Regions from separate parts of the Rattus norvegicus genome. Here region 1 is linked to region 2. A link is a contact called in public Hi-C data. All regions are on one chromosome and are shown on one strand. Each heading gives the region's core, a stretch centred on a gene start, on an enhancer-like site or on the middle of the called end of the contact. The rest is flanking DNA. Distances are from core to core; before and after follow the strand shown. Region 1 overlaps Cask (calcium/calmodulin dependent serine protein kinase). Region 2 holds the start of Cask (calcium/calmodulin dependent serine protein kinase).

Region 1 (6,076 bases), core at 2,630-5,129, 96 kb before region 2:
CTTTATTTCATCTTTTGCTCAGACCTTTGTCCTAACTTTTTTTTAGTTTCTCTGTGTATTGTTATTTTTTCCTTTTAAAAATTTTCTAATTTATTTCTACACTCCAGATTTCATTCCCCTCCTGCAGTCCACCCTTCGACTGTTCCACACCCCATTACCCTCCCCCACCCATTTCCACAAGGATGAAGGATGTCCCCACCTCACCCACCCCTTCAGACCTCTAAACTCCCTGGGGGTTCCAGTCCTTTGAGGGTTAGGTGAGTCTTCTCTGACTGAGTCCAGACCTAGGAGTCCTCTGCTGTATATGTGTTGGGGCCCTCATCTCAGCTGCTGTATGCTGCCTGGTTGGTGATAATAGTGTCTGAGAGATCTCAGGGTTCCAGGTTAATTGAGACTGCTGGCCCTCCTAAGGGTCGCCCTTCTCCTCAGCTTCCTCCAGCTTTTCCCTAATTGAACCAGAGGGGTCAGCAGCTTCTGTTCATTGGTTGGGTGGACATATCTGCATCTGACTCTTTCAGCTGCTTGCTTGGTCTTTTGGCAGGCAGTCATGATAGGTCCTTTTTTGTGAGTACCCCATAGCCTTAGTAATGGTGTCAGGTCGTGGGGCCTTCCCTTGAGCTGGATCCCACTTTGGGCTTATTTCTGGACCTTCTTTTCCTTAGGCCCTTCTCCATTTCCATCCTTGCATTTCTTTCAGACAGGAAGAATTATGGGTCAGAGTTTTGATTGTGGGATAGCAACGTCACTTGATGCCCTGTCTTTCTGCTGGAGGTGGGCTCAATAAGTTCCGTCTCCCCACTGTAGGGCATTTCATATGAGAGTCCTGAGAGTCTCTCACTTTCCAGGTCTCTGGTACATTCTAGAGGGTCCCCCCAACCTCCTTCTTCCCGAGGTCACCTGTTTCCATTCTTTCTGCTGCCCCTCATGGCTTATCAAAATAAAAAAAATTATATTTTAGAAGTTCACCAGGAGCAAAATGTTCAAAACTCACTTATTTCATCCTTTGACCATGTGTGCTGAAAAAAATGTTATCGAAATCCAACTTATCATATGAACCAAACATATGAGCATTTCTCAGAATTTTCTCTTTAAAGGTACTACATCCCACTGCATGAGACCTCCTATTCAACCCCTTTCCTTCATCCAAAGTCACCTATTTCTCATGAGGACATTGCACCTTCTTAGCCGGTTCTCTCTTTAAATAGCTGTCTGTGTAACAGTGTCCAATTGTCTTAAATACATACTCAACTGTGGCACTCCCTGCTTGAAATCTACCAATGTTTCTTCAGTGCCTGAAAAATAAAGTCCAAACTTCTTAGCATCGAAGAGAGAACAGTCATAACCTAGCTACTTTCTCTCTAATAGCATGAACTACCTGCACACTAAGTCTACGAATTCACCAGTCTCCACCTCTATTCACCCTTGCCCCTCCTTCAGTGACCTGCCCCCATGTCCATTTACTAATTCAGTGACTCTTTTAGAAGAAGTTCACACTTCCCCTTCCATGCAAGTGCCTATTTAAGTGTAATAGTTTCCTGCTGCATGGACAGTAAGTCACTTCAAACTCTATGGCTTTCAGCAACATAACATAATGATTTTAGAGTTTTAGAGGTAAAGCCTCCCCAGTGAGTGCTAGTGAACTAAAATCAAGGTGTTGGCAGAGTTGGTTTCTTTCAGAGGTTCTAAGGAGGAGACCCTTTAAACTTGTACCAGACTTCCAATGTTCCCGAGATCCCAGCTGAATCATCCCATGTCTAATCTGGCACACTACCTTCTCCCGTAAGTAAAATCTTACTCATCCTGTCTTTTTATCAAGCTGTTGTCATTAGTTTGTGCTCACACAAATAATCCAGGATAATCTCCCATCTCAAGATCTTTAACTACATTTACAGTTTCATTTTGCCATATAAGGGTAACATAATCTTGAACTGTAGGATTTGGATATGAACATCTTTTAGGGGTTAGTGACTATCACTACCCTCCACACACTATAATAATTGTGTAAAATTTAGATTCTAAATGAATCTCCCTTTGCTGCCTGTGCCTTCCTTCAGGGTAGGCTGAATTTATCTGACATAGGAACAAGATAACAAAGATCTACTAAATCAACCTAGCAAAGCATTCCTGTGGGGAAGTGACATAAAACATGAATGTCCTGGAAATGCAAACATCAGATAATTTAATATCAGTGTTTTAATTCAATCTCAAAGCAATGGAGTTACAGAGAAATACACTATTAATGATATGTTCTGAAGACTGGGGGAAATGAAAGTAGTAATTAAGAGAGAAAAAACTGTAGGTAATTGGCAGACTGAATTAGAGGTGGGTTGAGACTGGAGAACAACCTACAGGAAGAGTTTGCAATGGCCCAGCAATGGGTAAGCTTGGCTGTTGGTAAGTAGGAATGGAGAAAGGCCAGAAAGGAATGCGCCTCTTGTATTACACAGAAAACAAACCGCTCTCCAGGACAGTATTATTAGTTTACCACTCTGCAATGTGTTGGTGGGCATCTATGTGATACACTATTAGAGGATCATACCCAATTCTTCATATTCTTCTTTAAAGTCCTTTGAGTTTTCAGAGAGAAACTCTGGCTTATATTTTAATATACAGTCCAATAACATTTTTACCAAAACTCACTTTGTCATTCCTATTATAGAAACTCTCTATATAATATTTGTGAATCCCTACTAGAACAAGTCTAAGTGCACAATATGGACTAACACAATATTCTGAATCAAATCACAGGTTTGTTTTACTTATATACATGATGTTTTAGGTAAAATTTTACTTCAAAAACTGAATTTTCCCAAATTGATAACCATCAATACTAAAAATTCTACTGTGGATATGCTATGATATTTAGTCATTAATCATTTAAAGGAAACAAGGAAAAGAAAGCAAAATAAAATGGAAAACATTGCCAAGTATTACAGATGGGGTAGCTAGATACAATATGGCATCAAGCTATCCCATCTGTGTGGGGACAGGTCATGGAACTAGAGAGGATACCCTCACAGGGGAAAAATCCTAAGGGGCAGGTAAAACCAGAGAGAGGAAGGTATTGGGACAAATGTTAAGAAGAAAAGATATCTACTGGGAGAGGGGACTATCGAGAGGGAGGCAAGGGGATAGAGTAGGGTAGCAAAGAGGGAATGCATAACAAAATATACAAGAACGCATTATAACAAAACCTAGCAATTTGTATGCTGTTTTAGAAGGTAACAATAAAAAACCCCACTATATTCAATGAAGCATGGTGGCATATGCCTGTAACCCCAACACTCAGGAGGGCAAGGAAATGAGTTTAAGGCCAGCTTGAGCTTCAGAATGAGATTCTGTCTCAAAAAAATCACAGTACGACAAAAACTCCACTGTATCCCGAAAAGCTTCATGCCCTACACTACTTATGAATTCAGTCTCTGCACTTCCACCCATTATGATTTACTGCTTTGCACTACTGAAGCTGAACTCAATGTTTTTCCAGCTGACCCAACATTAAGGTTTGCCAACAGAGGGCATTGGAGGGACACTAAAGCAGAAGCATTTTGCTCTCTGGTTCCAGTGTTTTTCTCTTAAGGCTCCCTGGTGTGTGCAGTTTATTTTCAGTGCTCAGCATGTGGCACCTGTCCATGAGCAACTTCTCTCAGAACCCTCTTGAGGTGGCTTTGCAGCAGTGTACTGCCAGTAGAGTGTCCTGTCTGTGACCAACTTCCTCAGGGACATCTTTAGTCAGTTTTCTCACATTCAGAGGTGAAGCCTATCCCTAAGGATGGCTTCCCTTAAACTCTAGAAGGCAGACTCCTGTTGTGTCCTACCAGCACGATGTCTCAGTAAACCTATGGTCCTTAGCTACCACATGTTCTCTTCCAGTAAAGCTTCAATTTCAGTGGTACTGGGAGACTGACCAAACCCCTGCCTGGTCCTTCCATTTCAGCCCTTAGAGTGGAAGTCCTTATGTTTGCTAGTCCTATATTTCTTTGTCAGAGTTCTAGAATTCTTACTGGCCCCTAATATAAGGAACAATTATTCACAGTAAACTTTGCCTGTTCAAATACTTGCTGTTCAGCCTCTATCTCTGGAAGGGGTTACGCACCTCAGAAGCAACCAATTAAAATAATAACAGTATTCAGCAAACCCTTTGAATTCTTGAAACTATAGATATTAAAGTGGTTAAAAACAGAAAGAGAATAGCCTTAGAATTTTTCCCTATTTCAGGATCAAACATTTAAAAATACATTATGAAAGCAACAATTGCAAGTACACTTTCTTCCATGACTTTTTTTTTCAGCTAAATTGCATACATCTGTCTATTGGGATCGCACCAAACTAGCTTTGTACTCAAATCTAACCATTTTCTTGCAGAAGAATATCATGTCTTCCAGCCTATTCTACCACTGAAGATGTGTCCTTACAGATTTTTTTGGCAAACCTAAACCATTTGCCAAAACTGAGAAGTGTTTTACAGTTCAAAAAAGGCAATCATCATCTGTCTCCTTATAATATTCTTTAAAACCATGCTAAAAGGCATATAAAAACAATCTGCCTAAGATAAATTATCTTTTGATTACAAAAACTATTAAAAATTCTGTTTTTAATGAACAGTTCTAGACTGGATTTTAGTGTCTAATTGCAGAGCACAATATATTCTTATTTTAGTCTCTGATTTGGAGACAAATTATTCACTGTTGTCATATTTCTCTTCTTCAATTGAGAACATCTGCTGCTTCCTGCTTTGGGATGGAGTAAAGACCAATGCCAACCAAGACCTCACTCAAACACTGAACTAACAGTCTGGGTTTAAAATGTATTTGGTAGGGGCTGGAGAGATGGCTCAGCAGTTAAGAGCACTAGCAGCTCTCTGACCTAGTTTCAATTCCCAGTACCCACATGGCAGCTCAGAACTATCGATAGTTAAGGTTCCAGGGGGATCTGACACCTCACACAAACATTCACGAAGGCAAAACACCGATGTACATAAATATATGTAAAAATATTTTAATGTACTTGGTATGGCAGAGTAAAGATAGCCAGAGATTTCTATCTTTCATATGCAGAGATGGGATCTGTACATTTTCTTCTTCAATACCAAAAAGTTGTGACTTTTCAGATCAATAAAGAACAGCAGAAAAGAAACTACCTGTGATCATTTTTCTTACTATCTAGGTAGCCCTGTCATCACACCACTTGGACTTTTAGTTTTAAAACGTCATTTATGTGTATGGGTTGTCTAATAATTGCAAATTTTCACTTAAAATGTCTATATTAAAATATATTTTTTCTAAAAAATAGTACTATTACTAAATAATATTTTGCTAAATAATAATTTATATTATTATTACTTAATCATTATGCTTGGTGAAAGTGCCTTTACCTGTTGAGCTATCTCACTGGCCCCATGTCAGAAATACTTTTATATAAACTCACTTAGTTTTCATTTAGTAGAAATCTTTTACTCATCTTATGCTCATAGGCACCGATTTTACTTAATTGAAAATCATTGTATGATTCAATAAATTTTAAATTTGTACTGTCTTACAGAAGATTCCATATTGTAATTATTTGAATATTTGTTCTTCATTTTTCCTATCAACATTCTCATTTTGTATTCTATAGCATGATGATTTAAGACTAGAGATTTTTAGAGTGACATTTCACATTAAACTATTCCAATTGTGGCCTTATACACCAACGAGGTAAGTTATTTCCATTTTAAAGTTTTTTCTTTTCTTTTCTTTTTTTTTTTTCAGAGCTGGGGACTGAACCCAGGGCCTTGCGTTTGCTAGGCAAGCGCTCTACCACTGAGCTAAATCCCCAACCCCAGTTATTTCCATTTTAAAGCTTCACTCTTGTCACTGGGCACAGCCAACCGGGTGGCTGGGAGAACTAAGGAGATAACAATAAAGCAATCTCTAAGCAAAGAGCTTGGTGTTTAGTGTGCAGTATGTCTTCTTGTTAATGTCATTATCTTATATAATTATATGTCACATCCTAGTTATTCCATACAATCACATTCTTGTATCATCTTCATTTGACAAGTGAAAAAACTGAGTTTGGAGTCTTCTTAAAAAGAACA
Region 2 (5,685 bases), core at 703-3,202:
ATGTTCAAGCTGAGATCACTATATATATATATATATATATATATATATATGCATATATATCACATAAATATTTTACTAAAATTCCACCTTTTTGTTCGACATCTTTCTAAAGTGGCTACTAGAAAATGATAAATTACACGTGGCTCTCATTAAATAGCTTTGAACAGCGCTGCTCTGGGCACATCCACAAAGACTGGAGGAGACACATTTGGACATCCTCCTCCTAACAGATAGGCTGGTCACTGAACAATGGGGCAAGGAGCATTTGAGTCTAAGAAAAGAGTGTAGCAAGCTCTACCCACAATTTCTCCATGTGTAATGCCTCAATATGGAGGAAAAAAATGAGTTACCCGTACTCAAAAAATTGAAACTGAGTATACTGCAGACAACTTAAAGAGGTAAATGCAACCGCTCTGTCTTGCTTTCATTTCCCAAGTGTGGACCTTAAAATAGACAATAAAGCACCGCTTCCAAAATGAAGTAAAATATTCTAATACTAGCTATCTAATGAGCCCCAGTAAATAAGCAAAAATCGCTCTTAAATCTTATCTCAACTTCCAAAGCCAGAGAATACACGCTGAGCTAGGAAATCAACTTCAGATTGCCAGCATTTCCCTCACAAGCAAATTAGCAGGATTGTGCACTTGGAATATTGTTTGACAAGAATGAAAAGGAAACAATTCAAAACAGATTTCAGGACTGGACAATTAGATGAGGAACTGCAGATTTAATTCTCAATCAGCACTGTGATTAATCTGATTCCCTGCTTTTCCCTAGAGTAATTATACAACACAGACGAAAGGATGAGCATTTGGACTGTCAGTTCTATATTCTAGACCAGCCCGGTGACTCAAAGCAGACGGCTGTACCACGCTAACCACCATCCCAACAACAGTGGAAGGGAGCCTCGAGCACTGATTGTACAGTCATTGCATAACGAGACATTAAAATTTTGGGTGCCCCTAACTCTTTCTATGTTCGTCTATGGCAGATGAAGAATTTGCTGAAACTGGACGCATCCGTCTTCAATGACCCTCTTAAATACGGGCATGGGGTGAACACAAAGGCATCTGTCTAATATCCTGGCACAATAGACACACACCCCACAATTAAAAACCCCGGACGCGCTCTCTCGCCCTCTCCACACAAGCACACGAAATGCAGACTGCTCTTTTTGGAAAAGGTCTATGGTACAGGAAAGGTAACAATAACCCCAACTGTTCCCAGGAAGCAACTATAAAATCGGTCCTGCCACGTCCCTGTCTAACCGTCAGATAAAATGCAGGCAGCCCGCCCCACGCCTTATGGGGTGGCCGACCGGGACTCGGTGGCCTCCACGGATCGCTGAGAAGCCCCCAGACTCCCTCCTGGCAGGAGATCCAGGTACACGTCTATAAATACTCCAGGGTGAAGAGGACAAGGGAGACAGAGGGGAGGGAGAGAGGGCAGGGGGCAGGCCCGGAGCGGGTGCGGGAGGCCCCGGGCATCGCTGAAAAGCATTTTTCCACACTCCCGCTCCCTCGCGTGGAGACTCACTTGCCGATCACCTCGCACAGCTCGTACACATCCTCGAACAGCACGTCGTCGTCGGCCATGGTCCGGAGGGGACAGCGGCCGCAGCGTGGAGGGTTCTGAAAACTGGGTTGGGGGCGCCCAAGAGCTCAGTGCCCGGCTCCGGGCTCGTGTCCTCCCCTCAGGACCCGCAAGCCCTCGGTGCTGAGGAAGCTCGACCGGGGCCGCGAGGCCCGGAGACTGCAGCGCCTTTCCTCTGCCGGCTGCCGCCCCGGCGCGGGCGGCGGGGCCGGGGCGTGGGAGCGAGGGCGGCCCGGGCCCGGCGCCGCCCGCCCGCCCGCTGCTCCTCGCGCGGTTGCTGGCGGCCGCGCTGCCGGGGCGTGCGGACCCTCGGGGACCGCGAAGCACCGCACTCTCCGCTCGTCAGCCCGCGCGGGCCGCGAGGCCGCGACCGCTCCCTCTGCCCGAAACCGGCTCCGGCGCGGCGCGGGGCAGCTCGGGCTACAGGGGGGGCCGCGACAGCACCATGGAGGGAGGATCGTCGCGAAGGGAGGTGGTGGCGGCTGATCCGCGCTGGGGACCAGGAGGCGGCGGCAGAGACGCTCCCTCCTCCTTCTCTCCTCCTCCCTCCGCCGCCGCCCGCCCGAGTGTGGGAGGGGGCTTCGCGGGATGAGAGTTCAGTGCGGGCGGGAGCCGCGACCGCTGCCTTCAGCTCCTCCCCTCAGCCTCAGCAGCCGCCTGGCTCCTGAGCGCTGTACACCCGCCTCCCGCGGACAAACCCTCCTCCCTTTCGGCCCGCAAGGCAGCGAGACCTGCAGGCCCCGCCCCTCCAGCCCGTTGGGAGGCGGGGACCGCGGAAGGAGGCGGAGGAAGGGAGGGAAAAAAGAGGCGCTCCCAGTGGCGCCTGCGCGCAGCGCCCTCAACGTCACGGAGAACCGGCGGGCGCGGGGAATCTAGAGGGCGCTGGGGGTCGGCAAGCGGAGCTTCCCGGGTTGCGGGTTGCAGCTGCTGAGGTGGGGCTGGTGCAGGTCGTCGCCCCTACTCCCAAGCCGCAACCAAGGGGAGAAGCGACAAAAGGTCCACAGCACTGTGCACGTTCTTGGACGGCGTGCTCAGCACTCTGGCAGCTTTCCCTCTTCTTTCGTAACCCCAGGAAGCCGTTCCCAGGTTTTTGCTGGGGAGAAAAAAAAAAACCCCAACAACTCAGGGAAAGGGTTCTAATGAATGGAAAAGCCAGAGAGGAGGTGGAGAGAGGTTGTCACTCAAGACCGTGTTTGGCGGCGGAGGATGCTTTTAGTGCCACCCTGCCATTCCTTAATGAAGATGAGGGCTGGGGGAGGGGGAAAATTGTCCAAGGAAAGAACCGAACAAAAACTGCAGAGGAAGGTGTACCACAAAAACTAGCGAAACAGCTTCTCCTACTGCCCGCTCCAAACTCACCAAATATCTATGCAGTGTCTATTGCTGCTAGACAAAACCTAGAGACGGACCAGAAAAATAGTGACATAAAGCGACTTTAAATCCATTGAACATTGTTCCCCAGCCCCAGCATCGACTTTGTTTACTCCCTATAAGTGTTGGAGTTCTTCGCATAAAAATGCAACTAGAGGAAAGGGACACACAGGGTCAGCCGCGGAGTAAGGCTGTGGGTGTTGCCGCTGTGCTAGGTTGTATGCAATATGAAGATTCTGTTCAACTGAGCATGTGCAGAATGAGCCAACGCCACCAGACAGGTATATGCCTCAGTTGAAGACCAATAAAAAAGGAAGTCTTTGTTCCTCCGCACAGCAGAAGTGTCCAATTAGTTCATAAGTCAGCTCTCCAGAAATCATCTGTTAAAATTCTCAGCGCGGTATTTTTTAAACTAGTATTTACCAAAGTGCAGGGGGCAGGGTGAAGATTCAGCCTATTTCCCTTTCAAATACAAAACAAAAAACAAAAAACAAACAAACAAACAAAAACGATCTGCACAAACCCTTGGTCCGTCCCTCGAGAGGTTGGGTGATTTGCTTGTTAAATATTTGGGAGCTTAACCTTTTCTTTCTTGCAAATCAGAGGAAATATAATTGCATAAATATGTTTTCCTCCTTTCCCAAAGATTTTGTATTTTCTCTAAAGAAAGGGCTTCAGAGCCCAAAACACTTTGTCTTCTTTCGGGGGTCCAACAGTTACAAGTCGCTTACCCCAACCTATCATGTGTCCCTGCCACCTAATGAATAAGGCATCATCCACTCTCCTCTGAATTGTACATAAATCCTCACAAGTCACCTTGCCAGCTTAGCTTCTTTGCTCCTGCCAAAACAGGAGCTATGTCGAGGCTTGCCTACTTCAGTTTGGAGTTTATCTTTCATGGAGAATTTCTCTCAAAAGTAGAAATGGATGATTATTAAGCAAAAAAGGGAGCCCAGGTGGGAAAGAAAGGTAATGGCAAGGCTAAGCCTGGTCTCTGCTCATGGACTTCTGGTTTAGATCTGAAAAGAGTCTTAGTGGTTAAGTGGTCCAATTCCCTTATCTACAGCAGTGGGGGGTTTATAGGTGGATTGCCTGATCAAGAGCTACCCCACACCTCCACTATTTGATAGCAGTTTTTCTAGGTTTGCTGTGGGATTATGCTTAATCTTTGTTGGAGAGGTGCATTCATTAAACTAACCAATACACAACCCCCTCCAGAGGTTGGCCTAATCTTATCAGCTCTTGACACTTCCTGGTCGGCCTTGCTTCCAATCACCACAAAGTTCAAAACATTCCCTCCAGCTAGGACGTATATCTCCTAGCTCCTAGGGTGGTCTATCAGCTACACAGAACATTCTTAGCAACCCACAGCTACTAGAGTTTTGTCTTAGTCAGGGTTTCTATTCCTGCACAAACATCAGGACCAAGAAGCAAGTAGGGGAGGAAAGGATTTATTCAGCTTACACTTCCACATTGCTGTTGAAGCTGTTGAAGGAAGTCAGGACTGGAACTCAAGCAGGTCAGGAAGCAGGAGCTGATGCAGAGGCCATGGAGGGATGTTTCTTACTGACTTGCTTCCCCAGGCTTGCTCAGCCTGCTTTCTTACTGAACCCAAGACTACCAGCCCAGGAATGGCACCACCCACAATGGGCTGGGCCCTCCCATTCTCTGCGATAACTCTAGCTTGTGTCAAGTTGACACAAAACTAGCCAGTACAAGTTTGTATCATGGACTAATGGCAAGTGGAAATGGCTCTCTGCTTCCAGAATGAAAATAACCAAACCTTTTAGATGAAATTATTTATTTCCTAATTTTCTTCCAAAAAGACAATACTGTACCCCAAATAAAAATGGTCAGGTGTCAATAATTATGTTTTAGTTAAAGGAAATGGTAAAGTAACTAGTCACATGAGTTAAAACTACATTCGGTTTTGTTAACTGTCATTTAACAATTGGGGGTAGTGACTTTCTCATTTAACATGGAATCTGGAGATGTGTGGTTACTGACATTGGATCCACTACTCCATAGTGTCATCAGTGACCTGGTTTGTTCTTTCCACTCAGGCATCCTTGATAGTCTTATGTCTTTCCCTATTTTGTTTTTCATCATCTCAAAATGGGTGCCAGTCTTTCAAACATCATCAGTATGCAACGGGAAGGCAGTGAGGGCATATGAGGTCTTTCTACTCCCTGCCTTATCTCTCTATTGAGGAAATAAAATGTATTTTCCCCTTCTTACTTGTCTGGGTGACCAAAGTCACCTAGAAGGCAACCTCACCTGCAAGAGAGCCTAAGGACATAGGTAGTTTTGCTTTCAATTTGGAGGTAGAGGGAAAGAAGCTGCGTGGGAACAGACATCAGAAATCAATCAGCATATCTGTGTAGCATAGGGAAGTTACCTGTCATCATCATCATCATCATCATCATCATCATCAGCAGCAGCAGCAGCAGCAGCAGCAGCAGCAGCAGCAGCAGCATGTAGTTATGCCACCAGTGTATAACTGATTATCCAGAAAACTTTTTGGAACTCTCTAAAAGCCCCAAGGATGTAATTGATAACTACACAAATTTGACTCTTAGACTTCATTACCAATCTTCAGTGATTTTGAGTGTTTGTTTGAATTTCTCAAAGTTGAGATAGACATTCGCAGTTTTTCCAGCTCCCATGCAATTTTAGTATTACATAGATATAGCAGGGAAAAACAGACTCCAGGGAAATATT

The links. Hi-C and Micro-C count contacts between places; a contact is called where the count stands out from the background.
Region 1: a Hi-C map of liver shows a contact between it and region 2, with 3 times the contacts expected there. The contact joins the enhancer-like site here to the promoter of Cask in region 2. A contact is called at or near these places in 3 of 12 Hi-C or Micro-C datasets (frontal cortex, kidney and liver).

What each region holds. Positions count from the first base shown.
Region 1 is chrX:11,666,309-11,672,384 of GRCr8, reverse strand. The region is part of intron 2 of Cask (calcium/calmodulin dependent serine protein kinase); the gene reads right to left. Among named protein-coding and RNA genes, the nearest start is that of Gpr82, 88 kb to the left of the region's middle. Within about 2 kb of position 3,879, at least 2 of the 93 cell types and tissues checked have an H3K27ac peak or open chromatin away from gene starts, as enhancers often do.
Region 2 is chrX:11,568,903-11,574,587 of GRCr8, reverse strand. It overlaps Cask (calcium/calmodulin dependent serine protein kinase), which reads right to left and starts at 1,952. Exons shown (of 26, transcript NM_022184.1): 1 at 1,537-1,952. The coding sequence starts at 1,595.